2 separate regions of the Sus scrofa genome follow, and region 1 is linked to region 2. Evidence: chromatin contacts called from public Hi-C data. All regions are on one chromosome and are shown on one strand. The core of a region is the stretch at or near the end of the contact, and the rest is flanking DNA. Distances in the headings are between cores, read along the strand shown.

Region 1 (5,270 bases), core at 915-3,414, 700 kb after region 2:
CTAAGGTAGAGAGTCTATATTTGATTTCAACTTTTAAAATTCTAAAAACTTGACAATCTTATATACCTTAGAAAATGTCATTTGTAAGTTTGCTTCTACAGTATCTTTCTAAGAGAGGAAATATGTTCAATTATTTAGCAGATCCTTTTTACACACACATTCTTTCAGTCAAACTCTTAATTATCCACAGACTATCAATGTTAGGCTTTGTAAGTTCTCCTTTGGACTTTGCTATGAGTTTTTGAAAAGAAGCACCTTAAAATTATACATGTCCTAAAATCCATTCACTGTATGCATAAGTAATAGAGGCTATGTATTTCTGAGAATGTGTGTGTGTGTGTGTGTGTCCCTCAGAGAAGGTGAAGACAGTTGCTCCAAGGCTTTGTGTGGCAGGGGGTATGGGTTTTCCACAGCTAATGTCATTCAGAACTATGGACAGCTCCCATTAAGGCAAGGAGTTGAAGGCACCGTTCCTTCCTTAGTTTCTAAATATATCAAAAGTCTGCTTTTTATGGCTATATTTGTTTGCTGTTAAACAGCCACCTATTAAAACGCTCAGTTTGCATATACTCTTTTTGTTGACTCTTTTTCAAAGGAGTTCAGTTAAATAAATGGATAGATGACACCCTGAGGTTTTGTTTTTTTTGTTTTGTTTTGTTTTGTTTTTTATTAAAAGCCCAACCTTATTCAGGTGCTAATATAACGTGACCGCAGGGTGCTCGCACACTAATAAGAGGATCTACTTCACGACCTTCATTTCATAATCTCTAAACATGCTTATAGCCGAATGAATACTTGGGAGACAAATAAGATCAGGGAACGTCTTAATTTTAATTGGCCAAAGCAGTTTTCCTGACAGCTTTCAGCTCTCCTGCCCTTGTTCCCTATCTGGGAAACGGGAAAGAGATTTCTGAAATAGACGAGCAGCCAAGGTCAAGAAAGGGTGTCTGACCCTCTGTTTCAGGAAGGGGGCTCTAGAAACGCCCCCTGTCTCCGTCTCAGGAACTCAAGGCTTCCTGTCACGCTCCTACCCCACCTGGCATCACCAGCTCTACCGAAATCTCAAGTCAGGGACTATCCAAGCGCAAATTACCGTTCTTCAGCCTGCCAGCTACTATACCGAAGAAATGCTTTGAGGATACTCAGTGCCCATAAGCAGATGAGAAGCAGATTAACACTCCCTAGGGCCGAAAAGACTGGAAAGACTCGCATCTGTGAGTCACTGTCTCAGGTCCTCTCCTCAAACTCAGAAGCACCTTTTCCCTTTTGGGAGGGACCCACTTCTTGGGGGAGCAGCGCGAGGGAGAGTGGCACCCCCAAGCCGACTTTCTGGCCACTTTCTAACACTCTTATCTCCGAAGTGAAAGTTTTCCTGCAGACCCTAGCATCCTCCAATCCCGCGGTCACCGCGGCCTTCTTCCCCAATCTGGCCCCAAAGTTTCCGAGACAAAGGAGAAGAACCTTTTCGCGGTTCCCGGGCAACAGGAACAAATGAGCCAACCCTCATTCCTAACCGCGCGGGTGGAAATTAGTTGTAGAAGAGTCAAGCTGCCGCCAGAGTAGGAGCCTCTGGCAGCGCCGCCCGCCCGGCGGCCCTCCCCGCGAGTCCCCCGAGCGCCCCCTCCCAAGAGCCGGGTAGCGCGTTTGAAGGCGCGCCGGAAAGGGAGGGTGGGGCGGCGACAGGGAGTCCTCACCTGAAATCGCTGTAAGGGTGGATAATCCAGAAGCCTGCAGTTTTAACCCTTTCCTGCTCCTTCTCCACCGCCTTCTGGCTCCCAAACATGCGGAGGGAGAATTTGTTGACCCCAGGCTGCAGCATAGAGGTGAACTGCCGCTGCATGAAGCCGTACTGCCGCCGGGGCCCCTCCGTGTCCTCGAAGCCCCCGGCCGGCTCCTCGCCGCCACCGCCGCCGCCGCCGTCCACCTTGAAGCACACGGAGTTGCCGTGCTCCTTCGCGCCGGGCCCGCCGCCCCCCGGCGGGGTGCCCAGGCGCTTCTCGGCCGCTGCCGGCCCCGCGCCCGTCGCGGGCGCCTTGGCGGGGAAGACGCTGTTGCCATCGTCCCGGTTGTTGGACGAGGAGTTGGGCTTGCCGCCTCCTTCCATGCCCGGAGGACGCGGCCGGCGACGGCGCGGGCTCCAGACTCGCCGGCGGCCCGGCGCCGGGGACACGAAGCGGAGGGGGCAGGGGCCCGAGCCGGCGGCCGCCGAGCCCGGCTGCCCGTCGCGGCGGCGGCGGCGGCGGCGGCGGCTTCTGCTTCCCGCCCGCGCCGCTGCTCGCTGCGCGCCTCGCTCCCGCCGCCGCCGCTGCCCTCAGTGGCTGCGCTCCCGGCTCCGGCGCGGCTGGTGCTGAGGCTGAGGCTGCCGGAGCGAGGCAAGGCTCCGCTCAGCCCTCGCGCGCCAGCGCCTCCCCTCGGCTGCCCTCTGCTGGCCGGAAAGGGACTCTCCCCGCCCGCACAAGGCACGCTCTCCCTCCACTCTTGCTCCACTTCTGCCCAGTGTGACATTGAACTCAGGAGCCCTCGGAGATATTTATTTGCACATACTGTGAACGACTCAGTATATGTTTGCACGAAAAAGGAGAGAGAGGTAGAGACAAAGACTGAATTAGCGGATGTATGTCCGTCCAAAAGAAACATGCTTGAACTCGTTGAGACCTTGTCACATTGTCTGAACGCCTGTTTGAATGATGTTACATACACACTGGGAAAGGTGGAGAGACTGGCTCTGGATGCAGAAAATGCAGCATAAAGTTAGATGTACATAAGAAAGATTTGACTATAGATGATAAATTTCATGAGTAGAAAGGAACTGTGGGGTGTGTGTGTGTGTGTGTGTGCTCACGTGAGTGCTTGATGGAGAATAGCAGACAGGGAAAGAGACTAGGTTCTGTGTAACCCAGGGTAATCAGCTGCCTTGGGCTTTTCAGATGAAGCTCTGTACCTAGGGACACACAGCTGACCTCCTTACGCTTATCCTTGTTTATTCTCTCGGAGCTTCTTAAGCAGAGGATGAGATTTCTTCCTTCCAAGGCCACTCACATCAAAACACGTGCGAGCAGGTTTCCAGCGGCCAATATTGAGAGAAAAGTGTGTTAAGAAAACCTCACCAGAACTGACCTAACTTTTCACGTTATGTAATCAATAAAACATGCCAAGAGGCATGCGTGGTGGTCAGTGTTCACCTGCACTTCACTGAGTAGCCACGATGTCTTGGAATCTAGGCAGAATGTAATCACCACTTCAGATGGGGGAGAGTATTCTCAAGTGACACTAACAGCATGCTGCTGATGCTGAAGAAAGCATTCTGAGATTCCTCATATTCCCTCGGTGTCTTCCAGACCCACTAGATTTGCTAAAGAAAGCAAGACGTACTGCCAAACTCACCAGTCACTCAGCAGGGCAGCCCCAAAATCAGAGGAGCTTCATGGCTCCCAAATGTCCCCAAACATCTGTTCAAGATACAAACATTGCCTTCCTGCTGACAGCCTCTTTAAAGGAATCCCTGCCCTGCCAAGAGTCCCTGATCTTATGGGTTCTGCTGGGGACAGTCACGTTTTAGGGGGAGAGGAGTGGGCACTTCAGGGAGGGAATCTACCAGAAGCTGGTGACAATGGCCTAGATGAGAAAATGAGAGGGGCCAATCAAGGTGTTTCCTGAACAGCTGAATGGGGATGAAGCCAATTAACAATAGGAGAGGCAGGGATAAAAGCAGTGGAAGACAACCAGAAGCCCTCCTGAGGGGTTAATGGAAGCTGAGAGAGGAAGCAGAGAACAGAGAAAAAAGAAGAGAGAAGCAGAAATGAGACGCCCTTAGGCCTAGCTGTGCTCCACTTCTGTAAGATTCCCCTTCCCATTCTGCTTCCATAGTCTGTGAGAAATCTCCTTGTTCAGTGAGCTCCACCCTGACTCAGACACCATCTGTTTTCAACTAATCAAAAACCAGAACCCTAAGAAATACATATAGGTGGCCAAATTTCAATGCTAAGCAATAGGGAAAACAGGAAAAATGTAGTGTTCCGATCTCGCAAAGTAGGGACTTTGGGAATTCAAGAGGTCAGGTGAGGATACCAGGTGCTGAGGGAAGAAGGGAGCCAAAGGAATGGATAAGACCAGCACTGCCTAAAGCACAGTTCTTCCCAAGAAAGGCCTGATTACTCAGGCAGCTTCTCTTTATTAGGCTAAAGATGTTCCCTACTTTTCTCCATCCTGCAGGCTTCTCCAATTTCTCTATTTTCAGGCATGCGTGTGACAATGTATATTTTAACATAAATTTTATAATAATTTAAAAATATACCATCTAAAATGTTATGCTGAGTTTAAGTCACTTTCTCTTTTCTTCAAGCCAATCCTTCTATTTGTTCTTTTTCAACTTAATCTTAATCATGACCAGGCAGTTATTTTTATCAAAAATTTTCTCAGTTTTAATGTCTGTACTAAATTAGTATGACAGAATTACTGAAAAACAAGTTTTCAAAGTAGAACAAAAAATGTTTAAATAGGGTCACAAATCATTCATTGGTTGTTGCAGGTATATGCCATTTTCCATTCATTCACATTCTCTCTCTCTCTCTCTCTCTCTCTCTCTCTATATATATATATATATATATATATATATATACATTTTTTTAATTTGGAGAATGTGTCTATTATGTCCTTTTATTAACTTAAAGTTGCCAGCAATAGAAAAAAAATCAAGTTCCTTCACTTTACTTTCAGACTGTTGAAATAAGTCATTTAAAATGTGAACTTACATAAAAAGTTTCCTTAAAAAAAGAAGTTGCAAGAACGTTAGGACATAGTGAAAGCTAAAAAGAATGAAGGCAATGAGAGACAGACAGACAGACAGAATTAGCAAATGTGTTTTAGAATGACTCAATCATGAAGCGCTTCTGTGGCTAGCACATTGTTTAATTGTTCTATTTATAAATTCATTGAAGAAATTCGAGAAATTTTTGACTGGGGAAGAAATTAGCGACCGATTATCTGCTCAGAGTGAGAGATAAGAGCAAGTTCTTCCCTCTGTTCAGCCCAGACCTAAATTTTACTCTCCTCTTTTCACTTCCTCCTCTCCATCATCCTGTCGCTCCACTAACCACTCCAGACACAGGTGTATCATACCCAAGACAGGCCTGAATTTTGAGAATCACCTTTTCTCGGCATGTTTCCATGTCTGTTCACTGATAAACCATCTCAGGCTGGAATCCATAGGGCTCCTTTAGAGTGTTTTTTTAAGTCACCTGAGAAGTAGGACTACCTTCATATTTGACTCT
Region 2 (5,380 bases), core at 2,400-4,899:
CTGGGCCACAATGGGAACTCCAATATCTATTTTCTAATTGGATTGTTTTATTTGCTGTTGAGTTTTGAGTGTTCCTTTTTATATGTTCTAGACACTGGTTGTTTGTCAGATACATGGTTTGCAATTAATTTCTGTTGCTTATTTTTTTCATTCTTTAACAGGATGTTTTGTAGAGCAAAAGTTTTATTTTGATGATGTCCAATTTATAAATTTTTCCTTTATGGAGCATGCTTTTGGTGTCAACACTAAAAACTCTTTACCTGGGCTGGCCCTAGAACCTGAAGATGTTTTCCTCTTTTTTTTTCCCTTGACAATTTTATATTTATATTTAAGTCTGTCATCCACTTAGAGTTTAATTTTTCAAAAATATGTAAGAAATAGGTTAAAATTTTTGTTGTTTTATTTTTGGCTTATGAATATCCATTTGTTCCAGCATCTTTTGTCAAAGAGGCTAACTTTCCTCCATGCATTACTAAAGCTAAATATTAATTCTTGAAATCAAGTAGACAGACTGATCCTCCAATTTATTCTTCTTTTTCAAAATTGTTTTAACTGTTCTGTTCTTCATGTGTTGATGAGCAAAGCTCTGTGACTTTGGGGGAAAAAAAAAAACAGGAAGAATAATATTCCCTTTGGAGGGTGATTGTGAGATTATGGGTGCTGACACATATACACTACTTAACATAGTACCTGGAGAATGATGTGACACTCATTCCTCCCTGTTGGTTCTAAACCAACCATCAAAAAATCCTAGACACATTCTCTGCCTCTCCCCAGTAATACTGTATATTATGTTCTCAATTTTATGTAAATGTATTAAATATGCAACCACGTTGCCTTTAGTAAGAAATATATGTGAAGGAAACAGTTCAAAAGGACTAGCTGTCACTCTCATCCACATCTATAGATAGTAAATATTCAGTCATCATTTCCTCCTCCCATCCTCAATTTGAAATATAAGAAGCTTTGGTAAGGATTACAATCAACTGAACAGTTATGGTCTCATCCAAATATCAACAAAACTAATGCCCAACCAGGAGAGAGTAGGAAGGTATCCAACAGGGAAAACAAATTGAATATAAATATTACCCAACTCATCAGAACCTATTTCTGAATCAGATATTGGTTATCTCTGGCAAAAGGGGAGTGTTCTTTAGCCAACTGGCTTCCTTGCTGTTCTTCCCACTTTCCAGATACACTGTGACCTTTGCCCTAGTTTGAATGTTTTCCCCCCAAATAGCCATAAGACTCTATCTTTCATCTCCTTCAGATGTTAAGTATCACGTTCTCAGGGAAGCCTTCTCTACTCAACCCAAAAGTCCAATAAAGTCTTCTTCCCTTCTTTATGTTTCTTCTTGGCTCCTATCAACATCTAGCATAGAATGTGTGTATTTGACAAATTTGTTTAGATTTCATCCACTAACATGTAAGCTCTATGAAGGTCTGTATTTCACTGCTGTAGCCTATGTACCTAAAACAGTACTGGTACATAATAGTTACTTAGTAAATATTCATTGAATGAAGTAGAGAGGTTTCAAAAAGCCATTGGAGAATGCCATGGTCTTTGACCATAACACTTTAATCTAAGGCCAGTGGGAACCTTAATAGTGAAGATCTTAATTTCTATTTTTTTCTAAGAGAATGTCAATCAAATAAATACATCTTTTACAAATTCTCCTATATTCTTCCCCAGTCTTAACACATTCCCTTATTGCCCTTTCCCCTTCCAAACAAAGATGAGAGATTAAAGAAATAATGCATCTCTGGTCCCTCAGCCTTCTTCTCTCCTTCCACTGCTCAGGTGCCAAATTTTGGCTACTCTCTCAAGCCTACATTCAATTCAGGATCTATGATCACTCACACCATCCTCGCTGCTATTGTCTCTTCAAGCCACAATGAGCTTTTGCCTCAAATATGACAAATTGTCTTCAAATTAGTTTCACTGCTTCAAAATCAGACCCTCTGCAGTCTATTTCCAAATCAGCCAGAATGCTATGGACTGAATTGCGTCCTTCTAAAATTCATATGTTTAGGCACCTCATTAGCTCAGTAGGTAGTGCATCAGTCTAATATTCATATGTTTAAGCTCTAACCTCCAATGTGACTGTATCAAGAGATAGAGCCTTTATATACAGAAGTAATTAAGGTTAAATACTCTCATAAGGATAGGGCACTAATCCACTAGGCTTCTCTCCTGAGACATGGAAGAGGTTAGTCATCCTTACATGAGGCCACAGCAAGTAGGCAGCCATCTTTGAGCCAGGAAGAAAGCTTTCATCAGAACCCAATCAGCTGGCACCCTCATCTTGGACTTTTAGCATTTAGAACAATGAGAAAATAAATTCTTGTGGTTTAAACTACCCAGTCTATGATATAGTCAGTCTAAACTGCCTGATACGTAGAGTAATTCTTTTAAAAACCTAAGTAACACTGTGACAGCCTTCTGAGTAGAACTCTCCAATGGCTTCTCATTCTTTTGTGTATTAGTTAAGAGTTCTAGCAGTCCTAGCAATTGTGTCTAGGAAACTAAACATTCTGGCTTAATCCCATTTCCTGTTACTCTCTCCATCTATCACTTCCTTCAACTACACCTGCCTCTTTTCTTGTTCTTGAATCCACCAGGCATGTTCCCATCGCAGGGCCTCTTCACCATCTGTCAGAATTCACTTTCCTCAGTATCGTCATGATTTACTCCTCACTTCCTTTGAGACTTGCTCAAAAAGTAAGGAATCTGTGGTATTATTTCTAAATGTCAGTTTAATATCCTTGCAATTTTATAAATTGTATATCAGTTATAACTTAAAGAAATGCATGTTATAACTTCCTTTTAGCAATAATGTCTGGTTTTCAATATCCTCAAGAATTATTATTTTTTGCAGTAAGTCCAAATAATATTCCAGCCCCTAATTATAATAGGAACGTGAGTCAACAAATTACATTACCTGAAATGAGCTTATATTTTTAGTGATTTAGATGACTTTTTCAGCAGATATTTAGTAAGTACCTACAATGCACAGGTTAATTTGCCGCTGAGGAAACAAAAAGAAAAGAGTCCCTACTTCAAAGAGCTCACACATTAGCAGTAATCAATTCATGGTGAAATAATTGGTTTTAACACAGAGCAAAATTTTAAACTCAATTTTTTAATCGTTTTAAACTTATTCCCTGTTTTCAGTTAAATCCAAGTAACAGTATACTTCTCTTTTTGTAAATCAATTAGCACAGAGATACATACGGAATTATTTCCCCCTACATTAGCACTAGTCATCATGAGTGATGCTTCCATCATTTAAAAAATAACCAAGCATCAAACAAATGTTAAAACAGCATTTTCAAAAACAGTTCTCAACCCCAAGAACCAAAACAGAAAAGTAATGTGATATCCATAAACGAAACCTGTAAATTTAGCCAAGGGCTAGAGGTTTAGGCGCAAAATACTCCCACAGGTTTTCCAGCAAAAAGGTTGCTCTAATCCTAAATGCAACATAGATGGCAGCACCTACCGTTTAAAAGTTTCACGCCTCCCCGCCACATCCGCAGAAAACCTATTGGCGCAGGGGTTCTTCCTTTCAATGCAAACTCTTTGGGTCACGATATGCATAAGCGATCTGATTGGCTAAGACGTGGATGACGAAAGGTTTCTCAAGACCACTGAGCATAGGCCTCTCCAAGCCCGACTCAGATTCTGCTTTCCGATTGGTCCTTACGGCAAGAGGGCAGGAACAATTGCTGACGTTGACCTCTGGGCCCGGAATGCTGGGTAAAGATGGCGGCGGCCAGGTGCTGGAGGTTCCCGCTCCGAGGTGCTGGGCTGTCACTGCACACCGCGGCCAAGGCCGCCGTTACAGCTCCAGAAGTGACCGGCCCAGATGTCCCGGCAACCCCAGTCGCGCGCTACCCGCCTATCGTAGCCTCCCTGACGGCCAAAAGCAAGGCGGCACGGCAGCGGCGAGTGGAGCAATGGCAGGCGACAGTGCACGCGGCCAAGTCAGTGGACGAGAAGCTGCGAATCCTCACCAAGATGCAGTTCATGAAGTACGTAGTTTATCCGCAGACCTTCGCCCTGAACGCCGATAACTGGTACCAGAGCTTCACCAAGACAGTGTTCCTGTCGGGCCTGCCGCCAACGCCCGCCAAGCTGGAGCCAGAGCCCACCCTGGACATAACGGCTCTGCGCGAGGCCGTTTGTGACTGCCTCCTGCAGGAGCATTTCTTCCTGAGGCGCAAGAAGCGCGCGCCTGTCATCCAGGACCGTGAGGCCATCGCTTCGCCCTTCCTGGACCAATTGGTAGCCTCTCTCACGGGCCTGCTCAGCGTGCACAACCCGGTCCTGGCTGCCGCCGCCCTGGGTAAGTCTTGAGCCCTCCACCCCAGGCGAGGGAGGTGGGGATGGTAGAGGACATCTCTGCCCCAATTTTGCTCTTTATTTCTTTCTCTCTGCTTGGTTAGTTTTTTCCCCAGTCCTTTCGCTCCTGGCTGGGGCCTGCGTCCAGAAACTGGGTTCTCCTGTCTGTGCTGCCACCTAGTAACTGTACAACCCTAGACCGAGTAGCCGGAAGTCTCCAGGACTCTGCTTTGTGAAGATCCAGCCAAATGGAAGAGTAGTGTTGGTTAAGAGAAGGGGCGCCTAGGGAGCAGGACAAACCTGGGGTTGCTTTTTAGCTCTTACACCAAAAGGTTAAACTGATCTTATTAGCCTGTTTGGCCTAGTTTTTCTCATTTTCTAAATGAGAATATATTAGTACTACTTGGTCATAGAAGTGTGAAGATTAAAGGTACTGTTGATTAAAATACTTACCGTATATTCAGTACTTACTTTGTGTCTGGCCCTGTTCTAAATTTCATACGTGCCAATTTTAACCCTTAAAATTGACCCAAGGCACAGAAACCTAAACTGTTATCTAGCCAAAAAGCCTGTAGCGGTAGATTTGGAGGACAGGCTTCAAACCCAACCATTCTGGGTTCCCAGTAAACAATCAGCTACTTCAGTATGAAAAATAATTAGTGGATAGACAGTTTCAAAAATCAGTTGTTTCTGACGTGTTCATCATTTTGTATCTACAACCCAGTAGGTATCTTAATAAATATCCATTGAATTAATGTTACTCTGACTGTAGGTGTGTGCTCAATTGAGTCTTGCTCTTGTTACTTCTCAGTTGGGAAGTGATCTTGAGGGAAGAATCAGTCTTTGATTACTTATAATTGATGGCCAAGGAAAATTGGCTTAACCCTGTCAAGACCCAGGTTTCTCTTCTATAAAATGGAGATTATAACAGTATACCTACCTTTGAGGATAATTGTGAAGATTCATCTAGTAATTCATAAGACAGCTCTGACTCCTAGTAAACTTTTTATTTCTGGTGAGTGATATTGCTGTTGG

What was found. Hi-C and Micro-C count contacts between places; a contact is called where the count stands out from the background.
Region 1: a contact with region 2 is called in a Hi-C map of embryonic fibroblasts, with 2.8 times the contacts expected there. The contact joins the promoter of HCN1 here to the promoter of MRPS30 in region 2. A contact is called at or near these places in 3 of 47 Hi-C or Micro-C datasets (brain, embryonic fibroblasts and epiblast stem cells).

The regions. Positions count from the first base shown.
Region 1 is chr16:29,806,691-29,811,960 of Sscrofa11.1, forward strand. HCN1 (potassium/sodium hyperpolarization-activated cyclic nucleotide-gated channel 1) reads right to left here and starts at 2,165. Exons shown (of 8, transcript XM_021077110.1): 1 at 1,695-2,165. The coding sequence starts at 2,104.
Region 2 is chr16:29,108,222-29,113,601 of Sscrofa11.1, forward strand. It overlaps MRPS30 (39S ribosomal protein S30, mitochondrial), which reads left to right and starts at 3,650. Exons shown (of 8, transcript XR_002339735.1): 1 at 3,650-4,349. LOC102160325 (a long non-coding RNA gene) reads right to left here and starts at 3,613. Exons shown (of 3, transcript XR_002339739.1): 1 at 3,504-3,613.